Linked DNA regions of Mus musculus: all the other regions are linked to region 1. The links are chromatin contacts, called in public HiChIP or PLAC-seq and Micro-C maps. All regions are on one chromosome and are shown on one strand. The core of a region is the stretch at or near the end of the contact, and the rest is flanking DNA. Distances in the headings are between cores, read along the strand shown. Region 1 holds the start of Galnt18 (polypeptide N-acetylgalactosaminyltransferase 18). Region 2 has its middle 12 kb from the start of Gm33145. Region 3 has its middle 82 kb from the start of Gm33145. Region 4 has its middle 130 kb from the start of Gm33145.

The links. Hi-C and Micro-C count contacts between places; a contact is called where the count stands out from the background. HiChIP or PLAC-seq counts read pairs in DNA pulled down with a chosen protein or histone mark.
Region 2: a contact with region 1 is called in an H3K27ac HiChIP or PLAC-seq map of VIP interneurons, with 6 times the contacts expected there. The contact joins the enhancer-like site here to the promoter of Galnt18 in region 1. A contact is called at or near these places in 3 of 39 promoter capture datasets (the 3T3-L1 cell line, cranial neural crest and frontonasal cranial neural crest), 1 of 484 Hi-C or Micro-C datasets (cerebral cortex), 4 of 115 datasets of contacts at active chromatin or transcription factors (SST interneurons, VIP interneurons, embryonic forebrain and 1 more) and 1 of 9 other capture datasets (embryonic stem cells).
Region 3: a contact with region 1 is called in a Micro-C map of muscle stem cells, with 4 times the contacts expected there. The contact joins the enhancer-like site here to the promoter of Galnt18 in region 1. A contact is called at or near these places in 6 of 39 promoter capture datasets (the 3T3-L1 cell line, 3T3-L1-derived adipocytes, hematopoietic stem and progenitor cells and 2 more), 1 of 15 datasets of contacts at CTCF or cohesin (the NIH/3T3 cell line), 3 of 484 Hi-C or Micro-C datasets (forebrain, muscle stem cells and myocytes) and 4 of 115 datasets of contacts at active chromatin or transcription factors (the NIH/3T3 cell line, embryonic basal ganglia, embryonic forebrain and 1 more).
Region 4: an H3K4me3 HiChIP or PLAC-seq map of embryonic forebrain shows a contact between it and region 1, with 4 times the contacts expected there. The contact joins the enhancer-like site here to the promoter of Galnt18 in region 1. A contact is called at or near these places in 4 of 39 promoter capture datasets (the 3T3-L1 cell line, 3T3-L1-derived adipocytes and hippocampal neurons) and 3 of 115 datasets of contacts at active chromatin or transcription factors (embryonic forebrain, embryonic limb bud and forebrain).

What each region holds. Positions count from the first base shown.
Region 1 is chr7:111,778,432-111,781,350 of GRCm38.p6, forward strand. Galnt18 (polypeptide N-acetylgalactosaminyltransferase 18) reads right to left here and starts at 1,546. Exons shown (of 11, transcript NM_001360903.1): 1 at 882-1,546. The coding sequence starts at 1,116.
Region 2 is chr7:111,295,894-111,298,812 of GRCm38.p6, forward strand. No RefSeq gene overlaps it. Among named protein-coding and RNA genes, the nearest start is that of Gm33145, 12 kb to the left of the region's middle. Within about 2 kb of position 1,533, at least 18 of the 459 cell types and tissues checked have an H3K27ac peak or open chromatin away from gene starts, as enhancers often do. A contact at or near this core is called in SST interneurons, VIP interneurons and cerebral cortex, where this site is marked.
Region 3 is chr7:111,366,081-111,368,999 of GRCm38.p6, forward strand. No RefSeq gene overlaps it. Among named protein-coding and RNA genes, the nearest start is that of Gm33145, 82 kb to the left of the region's middle. Within about 2 kb of position 1,356, at least 44 of the 459 cell types and tissues checked have an H3K27ac peak or open chromatin away from gene starts, as enhancers often do. A contact at or near this core is called in muscle stem cells and myocytes, where this site is marked.
Region 4 is chr7:111,412,458-111,415,376 of GRCm38.p6, forward strand. No RefSeq gene overlaps it. Among named protein-coding and RNA genes, the nearest start is that of Gm33145, 130 kb to the left of the region's middle. Within about 2 kb of position 1,559, at least 3 of the 459 cell types and tissues checked have an H3K27ac peak or open chromatin away from gene starts, as enhancers often do.

The sequences.
Region 1 (2,919 bases), core at 296-2,795:
TTGGATTTCAGACCCAGCTCCTGTGGGTTTGTCTGCTCTGCTGTGGCTGCTTCCTGCTTCCGCAACTGAGGTAACTGTCCTGGCAGATTGGCCTTGCTAGAACCCGGAAGGCTCTGAAGTAAAGCCGCAGCCCAGCGTGGGTTTTCTCCATCCGAAACAGAAGAAACACCACCACAGTGGACTAAGCTGCTTCTTGGGTTTGACACCTGCTCCTTAGGGGAGGATCCTGGATAGGCAGGTGTGCTCTAGGTGGGGACAGTTTTCTACTTAAGATGCCCCCTGCAGTCCCAGTCCTACTGAGACTGACTGAGGCTGGAGCCAATACTGGGCCGATGTAATTTTCTACTCCGCATTTGTCTTGAAGCTTGCTGCTCCTTAAAACCCACAGTTAGAGTCATACAAGGCATTTCTCTTGTCCCTTACAAGCCCGGCAAATAAGCTCTTTTGCCCTCACATTCTCTCTTGGAAGCACAAACATCCAGTCAGACACACTCCCGGACTAGTGTGAGATCCTGCGATCCTGGAAAGGAGCACCCTGGAATCATACGCACGTTTGGACACGTGCACATCGCGTCCCCATACTGACAGCAAGCTACACACACACACACACAGACACACACACACACACACACACACACACACACACACACACACACACACCACCTGTGCACACGCGTACACAGGGAAGACTCACAGGGCGGCAGACACAAAAGATCCAGGACACCAGTCCTTGCAATCCCTCCAACCACGTAGCTGCCAACCTATAGCCCTCCCTGCAATCGCTGGTCTCCTACGCATTGGCCCCAGCGCATCCCACAAGCAGAACACACTGGGCACTCCCGGGCCTCGCGCCTGGCTCAAGTTTCTCAGGACGCCTGTACCTTGGATATGCTGTTTGATGACATTCTCCAAGTGGTCCAGCCGCTCGATAATTTTCAGGGTGTCCCCTTTATCTTCCTCCAGCTTCTTGTCGGGCACTGGCTCCTGCCCCCGCACATACACGCTGGCGATGTAGTTGGTGACCCAGCCCACGTACAGCAGGCATATGATGTTGGTCATGCCGCTTAGGATCACGCAAGTGGACACCAAAGTTTTGGTCTTCCTGGTACACACCATTCTGGGGTCCTTCCTCCATATAGAGCACCCGGGGCCCCTCCTCGCTGTACACCCCAAACTCCCCCGCGCTCAACCCCCTTGGCACGTCTGGGGTCTCTGGGTGCGCCAGCACCTAAGTCTCTCCAAAGGCGGGTCTCCTGGCAGTGTGAGCTGCGGCGCACAACTTTGCAGCTCCGGCCGCTGGCCACCCTGAGAAAGAGCTCCACAAAGAAAACGAGGTGGGTCTAGATTTTTGTTTTGGGCTTTTCCCCCGCAAATTCAAAATCCCCGAGCTTTTCCCTAGGCGGTCACGGGTGGCCGGCAGTGGCGAGACGAGACCTGCAGGGCTGGGAAACTTTGTCACTGCCAGGGCCCAGCCGCGTTGCTTTCCATCTCCAGTGCTGGCTGCCTGGGAGATGCCACCAGCCCTCCGCTCGCCGCTCAGGAGAACCGCGGCTGTGGCTGCGACCAGAGGAGCGAAGCAGAGCGGCCCGGCCCCCTCCGAGCGACAAGCGCCGCCACCAATCGCGCTCTGGCTCTGGAAAAGGGTCGGGACTGGGCGGCTGCGGACCAACGAGGAGGGGCCAGGGGGCGGAGCCCCGCCCCGCGCCCCACCTGCTGGCAGCAGGCTCCGGTCCGGACACAGCTGAGTCTCCCGCGCCCTCGGGCCACCCTAGGGCCTGCAGATCAGGAACCTCCAGTCCCCGCCCAGGCCGGCAGATTCCACCTCTAGAGTAATTCCCCGCTCGCGCTCCCGCTAAGAAGCCCAAGCTTTGGGGACCAAGATGCTCCTATACCCTCACCTTCCCCAACTGAGGGCATTCTGCTTTTCCACCTGAAAAAACGGACTCCTCGCCTCCATCTCCTTTTTGATAATGGAGACTCAAACCATACAAGTGGCTAGGCCTCATAATGTCCACACCTTATGCTTCTTGAGCCTTTACTCTGCCTCTCTCTGTTGGTCTCCCGGGTGTCACCAAATGCCTTCCGGAAATCTCTAGGAGAGGCATAGTGAATAGTGAGGGTGTCTCTGCAATCGTTGGTCACATCTATGCACTATGCAGCTCCCTGGACGAATTCATGCTCTGGGAGCCGTTACTGCTTATGGATATCACTACACCCCACGTCTAAGGAAGCCTTATACGCAGTATTGGGACAAGAGGATGCAATTCTCCATGACTTGTATAATTCCCACACATTCAGTGTTCATGGCTATCAAGTGGTCGACAGAGCCTTTCTGGAGAGAGGATGTAGAAACACACACACACACACACACACACACAGAGAGAGAGAGAGAGAGAGAGAGGCTCCTGGGTTTGATGCTCCTGTATGTGTTAGTTACATGAGCTTGAGCAAGGGTCAGAACACCATAAGAGACATTTCCCCCATCTATCAAATATCAACAATACCTTCCTGCTTATAAGTATTAAATGAGAGGATATACCAAAAGGGCTTAGGACAGGACACACAGTGGGTGCCCAGGCTCCTGTGGTTATCATTCCAGGATGCAGTTCCTCCCTTCCCGGGTCCAAGAACACCACCTGGCTGCTCAGCAAACCTTGATTTTTCTATTGACCACTCTCAGCTCTTCTCCCCTACTGGAAGCTACAGAGTCTAAGGCTGTGGGCAGCAAGAAGGAGCTTGTCCTCTAGCTGGCTTGGTTCCACCTCATTGGCTTTCTGCTTGAATGTCTTTCTTTACCATCAGCAATTCAGCCACAGGGGCTGATAGAAGGAATGCTGCTGGGCCTGATTGCCCCACATACCCTCAGATTCCAACTCAAGATCCCCAAAACCTTGGTTAGAAACAGGGGCATGGGAGGGG
Region 2 (2,919 bases), core at 283-2,782, 480 kb before region 1:
TTGATAAAGGTGAAAGTTCACCCAGACTTCTGGATGCCTCACTTAGAGAACCAGGTTAAAATCTAAGCTACCTCTGGCTGCTTTGCATTCAAGCTATGACTAACCAGGACATCGCTTTCTACCTTCTGGAAGTAGTCTACCCGGTGCTGCTACCCTCAGCAGAGCCCTCCTTCTTCCAAAGGTCTACTGTGGGGAAGGGTGGGTTTGAGAGAAAGACCAAATTATATCCAGAGGCCACAGTAACACTGAATGGACTTGCTTAATCTCTGAGCCCCATTTCATTATACATCAGACAACAACAAATATTGCCTCCCAGGTTTGGTGTAGGTTTCAACCAGGGCAGGACTTTGTGCCCATTGTGCCTACAGTCTTCCTAGTGGTGGATATTTTACAAACATCCACGTTTCATTTTAATGGGAAAGCATCTGGGAAGTTACGGTGTAATTCAAACTAATCTGTGAAAGAGAGAACAGTCATGGAGAGAATTAGGCATAGCCCAAAGTGCTTCTAAGTTCTCTGGAAGCTGAACATCTCTGACACCCCTGCCTTCCATCTTATGATGTACATCTCCAGCGGCCACTAAAGACATCCTTTTTCCTTCCTTCCTTCCTTCCTTCCTTCCTTCCTTCCTTCCTTCCTTCCTTCCTTCCTTCCTCCTCTTCCTCCTCCTCCTCCTCCTCCTCCTCCTTCTTCTTCTTCTTCTTCTTCTCTCTTTCTCTCTCTCTCTCTCTCTCTCTCTCTCTCTCTCTCTCTCTCTCTCTCTCTCTCTCTCTCTCTTTTTCTCTCATATCTCTGAGGGTGAGATTTAGGAAACTGCTTTGTGAACAATCTCTCTGATTGTCTCCCAGCATCATATTGGTAAATATAAAGCAGGTGGAAATAACACAGCCAGGGCTCTGGATGCATCACAACCCTCGGCAGAGACAACTAAATACCCAGAGGAGTCCACCTGCCTTGGGGAGACTCCCACGATAGACAAGAATTACCATCCTCTCAGCTCTTTCAACATTCATCCATCTCAAGCCTCAGTTTCAGGCATCTTGTGTCTCTGATCTCCATTGACCCCGAGTCTTGTCCAGATTAGTTACACCTGCTGGAGGCAAGGCTCCCAAGGAGGTTGCCTAATTCACCATGGATGAAAGCTGCTTTTCCTGCTTGGCCTTCATGCACCTTTGATCTATCTTTGCTTTCTTTTCTTCAAGTACTTTATGCTTCTTCCCTTTTCCTTCAGTTTCCATGGAGATTGCCATATGCTGGCACATGTACAACATGTACCTGTACCAACCCCTTCTTAGGCAGAATTGGAAGCTCCTGTGACTCACTGAGTAATGCCCAGCACACAGCAGGTGCCTAGTAAATGCCAGTCCTCATGACCCATTTCTGTTCCCACCTGCTCCAGTTGATTGCGAAACTTCCCAGAAAAATATGGGACATTTTTACATTATTACTAAGTTTCTAAATCTGATCAGTGTGTGGGGCCAGCAGCTGGGTTTCCATGCCTGCATACCAATGAGGCCTCGCCTGGAGCAGAATAGCATGTGCCCATAAACCATGACCTCTATTATCCAGGGAGTCAGGCAGCAATGGCAGCTGCCCCTATACACATCCTTCCATCCCCATTGTGGGGATGGCAGAGGCAGGCAACACGAAGTGCTAGCAAATACTTTCTATAGTGTTGTGCATGGAACATACTTGTTCTATTCTTTCCAGCTGGGATGGGCTTTTTTTTTTCCAATTAAAAATTAAAATAGCTGCTGAATTTATATTCATTTCCTGAACCCACGATTCACGCTCCATTTCTCACAGCAGCCGGCACTATCTCCAAGCTCATCTTCTTACATCAACTTTTGGAAACAGCAGCTTAAAAATCAGCACGGTTAAAAATGGCTCCCTTATGCCAGAGAACAGGAGAATCAGGTTGAGGAGAGCAGGAGGAGGCCATGTAGCTCCATCGCTTTCCTAGGGAACAGAGACCAAAGACCGTCTCCACTACTACCCTGTGCTTTCTCTGGCTCAGCTTTAGGGTGGGGGCACAGTTGTTTCAGTTTGCATTTTAGAATCATCTTTATAAGTAGCTACGTTTTGTATCTTCCTATTGTACATTTTGTAATCCCTCCTATTGTGTGTGTATGTGTGTGTGTGTGTAGGTCGGAGGGTGATACTGGATGCTTTCCTTAGTTGCTCTCCACCTTGGTTTTGAGACAAGGTCTCATCCATCCAGAGATTGCTTAGCTAGCCTGACTAGCCAGTGAACCTTTGGGATCTGCCGTTTGGTCCCTAGAACCCGGAGGTCACAGATACATGCTGCAGGATGCTGGGGATCTGAACGCAGCCCCCCATGCTTGCAGAGCAAGCACTTTATTTATTGAGCCATCTCCCCACCCCATTCCCATCCAAATTCTTAGTTCTGTTCTGTGAACCCATGTGGATTAAGTCTTTCACAACACAGTTCTTTGAAGATGCCTCTATTGCTCTCTGGAAAGTTGAGTTGTGTTATCCAAAAAGGTTTATTGAAATCTTTACTTCCAGGACCTTAGGGTGTGCTATCTCTTGTGAGGCTATGCCAGTGCCCGGCAAATACAGAAGTGGATGCTCACAGTCATCTACTGGATGGAACACAGGGCCCCTAAGAAGGAGCTAGAGAAAGTACCCAAGGAGCTAAAGGGGTCTGCAACCCTATAGGTAGAACAACAATATGAACTAACAGTATCTCTCAGAGCTTGTGTCTCTAGTTGCATATGTAGCAGAGGATGGCCTAGTCGGCCATCAATGGGAGGAGAGGTCCTTGGTCTTTTGAAGATTATATGCCCCAGTACAGGGGAATGCCAGGGCCAGGAAGCAGGGGTGGGTGGGTTGGGGAGCAGGGCGGGGGGAGGGTATAGGGGGCTTTCGGAGAGGAAACTAGGAAAGGGGGTAGCA
Region 3 (2,919 bases), core at 106-2,605, 410 kb before region 1:
AGCCATGCTACCTGAATCCAGTTTCTGGAGAGAGGGCCATGTAATTGACCTCAGGGTCTTGAGGTCCAATGTCCCATCTGAGAAATGGGATAATAGCACTTTAAGCCAACCCACATCAATCTCTGTTACAAGCCTGCTTAGTGCCATGCCATGGCTTAGTAGCCATAGAGACCACCAAAGCTGAACAGTACACATTTCATGTAGTTCAAATAACTCCAGACTCCATGGCTTTGCACTCACAGGAATGCATCCTCAAGAAGTCATCTTTTAGTTTTCTTCTGGTGGCAAGTTTAGGAAAATGGAAAAGTCTTTGGAATTACCTCCTCAGCCACTTTAGGCTCTTGGTTTCCAAGATGATGCTTCTGGGGACTCACTTCTCTCGGTGCTCACATTTCACAGGATCTGCTGGTATTCGTGACTACTCATCAAGGTGAGTCCCATCCAACAGGGTCTCTCTTCTGGCTTTGAAAGGGTAACCACTTGGCTGCAGTGCTCATTCTGGGCATGCATGGGAGCTGGGTGGGGCTTGGTGGGCCTCTGGAACATGTCTAGTTTCCTAGTCGACAGGACTGCTTGTTTCCCTTTCCTTCCCCCTGCATCCACAGTCCAGCAGCCATGGCTCCTCCCATGATGCTTTCTGGGCACTTGCCACAAGAACTGAGACTGCTCTACAGTAGAATTCCACGAAGAACCTTGACTTTGTACCAGCTTCGGCTCAAGGTATAGATCTCACTGTAGAAAGGGGGCCTTGTGAGGTCACCACAGAGACCCTCTAGAGTACGGCCAGGCTAACGTGCACTTCTGAGGCCTTGGGCGACTCCATACTCATCCCTCACTAGATCTGATTCCTCATTTGCATAATGAAACACTAAGGTGCCCCTTTCTCTGATCTAGTGCAGTCAAATAAAAATATTGATATTGCCAGGAATGTATGTGCCGAAGTCCATGTGATAAGGGCTTGGTCCTCAACATGGTGCCTTTGGGAGATCATGGAACTTTAAGGGGTGGTGTCCAGTGGGACATCCTTAGGTCATTGGGAGTGTACTCTGGAATAGGATGCTGGGATTCCAGCCCCGCCCTTCTCTAGTTTTCTTTGGCTTCCCAGCTGTGGTGTTTTCTGCTCCCATATACTCCCACCACAATTTACTACTTTGCCCCAGGCCCAGGGTGACAGGGACAATCAATCATATCCTAAAGCTTCCAGAACTATTAACCTAAATAAACTTTTTCTCTCTGTAAGTTGGTTACTTCAGGCAATTCCTTATGTGATGGAATGCTGACTAATACAGATGGGTGAAGACAGAGGTCTTTGAAACAGATGAAGCTGTCATGAGTGGAGCCCTCTTATTGGCTAAGGTTTTGTTCTGTTGGCATCTGGTATGAGAAGATGACTTAGTCAGCAGCCATTTGGCTCCAGGAATAGAAACAGCCGGAACTCCACTTAAGAGCTGGAAGATGGGGGATTTTCAAGCTTCTAATTGCAGGGAATTACGACCAAGGTGGATTCTCAGAGACTGAGTCATCAGTAAGTCTTCTTCTTGGCCTCTCTTGGCTGCATCTCTGAGCCCAGCTCTTTCCCCAAGTTCATGGCAGTTCTACTGTCACAGTTATTCCCGGTGTGGCCTGCCTGGCAGTGGCTGCAGCTTGATCCGCACTTCTCACCATCACCGTACAACTTACCAGTCTCGGTAGCCTCAGGCCCACCGTGGGAGAGGTGTCCTCCTTAGCTTTCTCTGGGATATGCTACATGAGAGTACTATTCTATGGGACCTAGGCCTGAGTCAGTAAGGTATACAGGTAAGCTAGCTACTACTTCCTGGGATTCAGTGAACATCCCAGTGTTTCAATTGCTGTGAGTCAAGTGTGTCTTGGGGTCCTAGTTATAGTGCAAGGTGACACAGAGACTCAATGACAACACAGGGCTAAAATGTGGTCCTCTAAACTCATAGCATAAGATCTTCCCAGAGCATCACTATGGTCTTTCTCTTGTTCAAACACAGAGAAGAACTGGCCTTTGATGGATATGCTCTACCACTGAGTTGCAGAAAACAAAATGACATAACATTACAGCCATGCAGAATGTATTGTAATAAGCCTGGGGAGGCAGAAAGGAGCATTCATAGATTGACCATCAGCTGCTAGATCTCCTCAGGACACATTTTGGATTCCTTCCCTTGCCTTATGACTACATCTCCAAATACAGCAAGAGAATGTATGTGCTCTGTCCTGTATCCACACCCTCCCAACTGTACCAGAATAAAAGAACACAAGAGAAACAAGGCTAGGCCCTACGACTGCAGTAAATAAACAGGCAAGATTTCTGCCATGAGGAATCTAAGGACAGACAAAGTCATTTTTTGATTTGCTGTGACAAGAAGCTGTGGGAGTACATACAGACCTGGCCTGGCTCCCAGGAAGACCCTGGCAAGGCCTGAGAATGAATTGTGCCCACTGCTGGGGTTTCTGAATGTGCCTAGAGTTATGTTTTCCTTGTGGCTTTTCTCCTGGGCTCCCATAGCTACAGGTAATATGATCACATCCATGCCACAGATCAGGAACTGAGTAGAAGTTTGTATGCATTAGCTCATGTTACATGGTTTGAGAAACAGCGTTACAGTCTGTCTGTCACACAGAACATCACTGGGGACTTGTGTCAGTGGACATACAACCATGTGACAACTGATAAGTTGGCAGTGTTACTCAACAGCAGCTGGAGGCTGGGAGAAGGAGCAGCCAAGAGCAGGAGGTGGTCTGGGGCCTTGGAGGGCCATGTAAAGACTCATGGGTCAGGTTAACAGTTTGCTCCATAGTGCCAAAGAGATGGCTCAGTCTTTAAATTGACTGACATACATGCTTGTGGACAAGTTTGGATCCCAACATCCATATAAAAGCAAGGTGAGGTGGCATGACTCCAGTGCT
Region 4 (2,919 bases), core at 309-2,808, 370 kb before region 1:
GGGTATGGTATGATATTTTGGTATATTTGATGTGTCATGATCAAAACAATTGTCATGTCTATTGCCTTAAACACTTATCTATTTTATGTGTGTTGAGAAATTTCAAAGTCCTGTCCACTTTGAAATGCACACCGAATCACTGTTAACAGTAGTCACCCCACTGTGCGAGTGCTATGGGACACACTCACTAGAATTCCTCAGATCGGACTGTATCCTTTTCCTAACGCTTCCCTTCTTCCATTGTAGTCACCCTCATTCCCGCCTGCCCTTCCCAACCTCTGATAGACTCTATTCTCTTCTCCTCTATAGAATCGATCCTTTTAGTGCCTGTGTATGAGTCTATGAATGTATATGATGTTTGCTTGACTTACTGAACTTAGCATGTTTTGCAGTTCCCACCCACATTATAGCAAATGGCTGAATAATATTCCATTTGTGTATCTATACCACATTTTCTTTATCTGTTCTTTCACTGATGGACATTTTGGCTGATATGATGACATATGCTGGCTGCTGCAAACCAGTTCTGCAGTAAATAAGAGTGTATTCATCTCTAATGCTTTCACTGCCATTTCTTTCTAAATACACTTTGGAGTCAGATTGCTGGATCATATGGTGGTTCTACGGGAAGTGTTTGAGGATAATCGTCCCATGCTGTTCTCAGTCATGGCTGTACTAATGCACATTTGCATCAAGGGAGTCATGGTCCCCCTTCTCACAGCCTGGCTACTGTTTACTGTTTTTATCTTCTTGATCACATCCCTGCTGGCAGGGCTGAGATGGGATCTTCTCATGGCTTAAATTTGCATTTTCCCAATTAGCAATGCTTTCCCCATCAATTTCTTGGCTATTTTTGTGTTTTCCTTAGAGGAAAAGTGAGGAAAGTCCATTTATATCACGTGCCTGTTTTTAAAATCTGACCCTTTGGTGTTTAGCTGCCAGAATTTCTCTTTGTTTCTTGCATGCTCTGATTTTAGTCCCTTGTCAGGCAGGGAGTGCCAGACAGCTTCTTCCATGCTGCTCTCCTAGCTCTGTTCAGGCTCATAGTGTTTAGTTTCCTGTGCAACCAAGTTCTACCCAAGAAACGCATCTCCTCACCCCCACACTGTCTTTCTCCAACATTTCCTTTGGTTTCTGCTGGCCTGCATAGTCTCAGGGCTTAGCCTTCAGTCCAAAATCCATTTTGAATTGGTATGTGTATGTGTGCACATGTGTGTACATGTGTGTGTGTGTGTGTGTGTGTGTGTGTGTGTGTGTGTGCGAGAGAGAGAGAGAGAGAGAGAGAGAGAGAGAGAGAGAGAGAGAGAGAAAGAAAGAGAATGTGTGTGGTGAGAGACTTGCAGTCTAGTTTGACCCTTCTGAATATGGACATCCGGTTTCCCTCATAGACTTTATTGAAAAGATCATTGCACTGGGCTTTTGACATTTGCTTTTTTATTTATGTCCTGTTATTTTAAGCCACCGAGTCATTTCCTCCGGGTGGCCTTTCCCCCCTTTTCTTTATCTTCAAAATTCAGTTCAAATGTCAATGCTAACTTCCCACACACTACTCGAAACTGTGTCATTTCCCTGGGACTGCTCCCTTCCCACTCTTATAAACATTTATAAAGGTCTTCACTGCCCACATGAGACTGTGGGGGCTCAGACAGCTCTGGACCTGTATTCATTCATCTCAGCATTCCTGGTACCTAGTTCAATGTCTCCTTCATAGCAACTGCTTAATAAATAAAAAAATGAGTGAATGAATGAGTGGGAAACCTGGATGAGAGACTGGAAAAAAATGAGAGAGGGAGAGGAAGAAGGAAAGGGGGGGGGCAAGGAAGAAAGGAGGAAGGGGAGGCAAGCAGTTGAACATACAAGGGTATGTGGTAGAGAGAACACACTTTACATAGATCTGAGGACAATAGCTGTGTTTGGGATTGGGTGGTTTTGGTTGGTTTCATGCTAAAAGAAAAGGAAGTTGAAATATGAAATGGAAGAAGAAATCTGCTGCTTCTTCCTGGAGACAGCTTGGTCATGGAGAAGGGCCAGTAACCAAAAAGAGGAGGAAAGTGAAGGCATGCTCTTTCCAGGAACAAGGGCCAGTAACCAAAAAGAGGAGGAATGTGAAGGCATGCTCTTTCCAGGAACAAGGGCCAGTAACCAAAAAGAGGGGGAAAGTGAAGGCATGCTCTTTCCAGGAACACCTAGGGCACAGGCAGTGAGGAAGGAACCGAGTTGGGAAAAAGACATTGGAGCAGAGTGTGTGAATGAAAGCATGAGAGATTTAGCTATTCCTTTCTCTCAATTGTCCAGAGCCCAGCACAGTGATTGACACATAGTAGCTATTTGATAACTAGGTCCTAGATGGGCCATAGGAGGTGTGTGTACAAAGCACTAATGAGGCTCAAGGCACCAACAGTTTCACTCTGGGATAAGTGAGCCAGAGACCTCTCTGTCTCTAAGTGTCTAAGAGAATTCTGATGCCAGTAGATGCAAGGAACATACACATAGACTTGTGTAACAGTGGCTTATTTTTCTCTTGTTATTTGAGTGTGTGTGTGTGTGTGTGTGTGTGTTAGTATATTTCTCAGACACTGAATGCTTGCAGGTGGGGATCTCTGGCTTCAGAGGAAGTCTTTTCTCTCACATGAATGGAGGGAGGCTGCAGCCAAGAGGAGCCACCTACTTTCCCTGACATCTTTATTCCTAGAGAATCAGACACTATATGCAACTGCCCCTTTCTTCTTCATGTGCAGTTTTAAAAACCGAGGCTAACTAAGATGGAGACTCAACTACAAATTCTTTTGCTTGTGTTTTGGAGACAGGATTAAACTTCCACAGTGTTCATTGCTAACCCAAAGAAGGTGATCAGCTACATATTGCAGGCAGGATGCAACATCCCTGACCCGACTTCCAGAGTGCCATGTTGCCTAGACC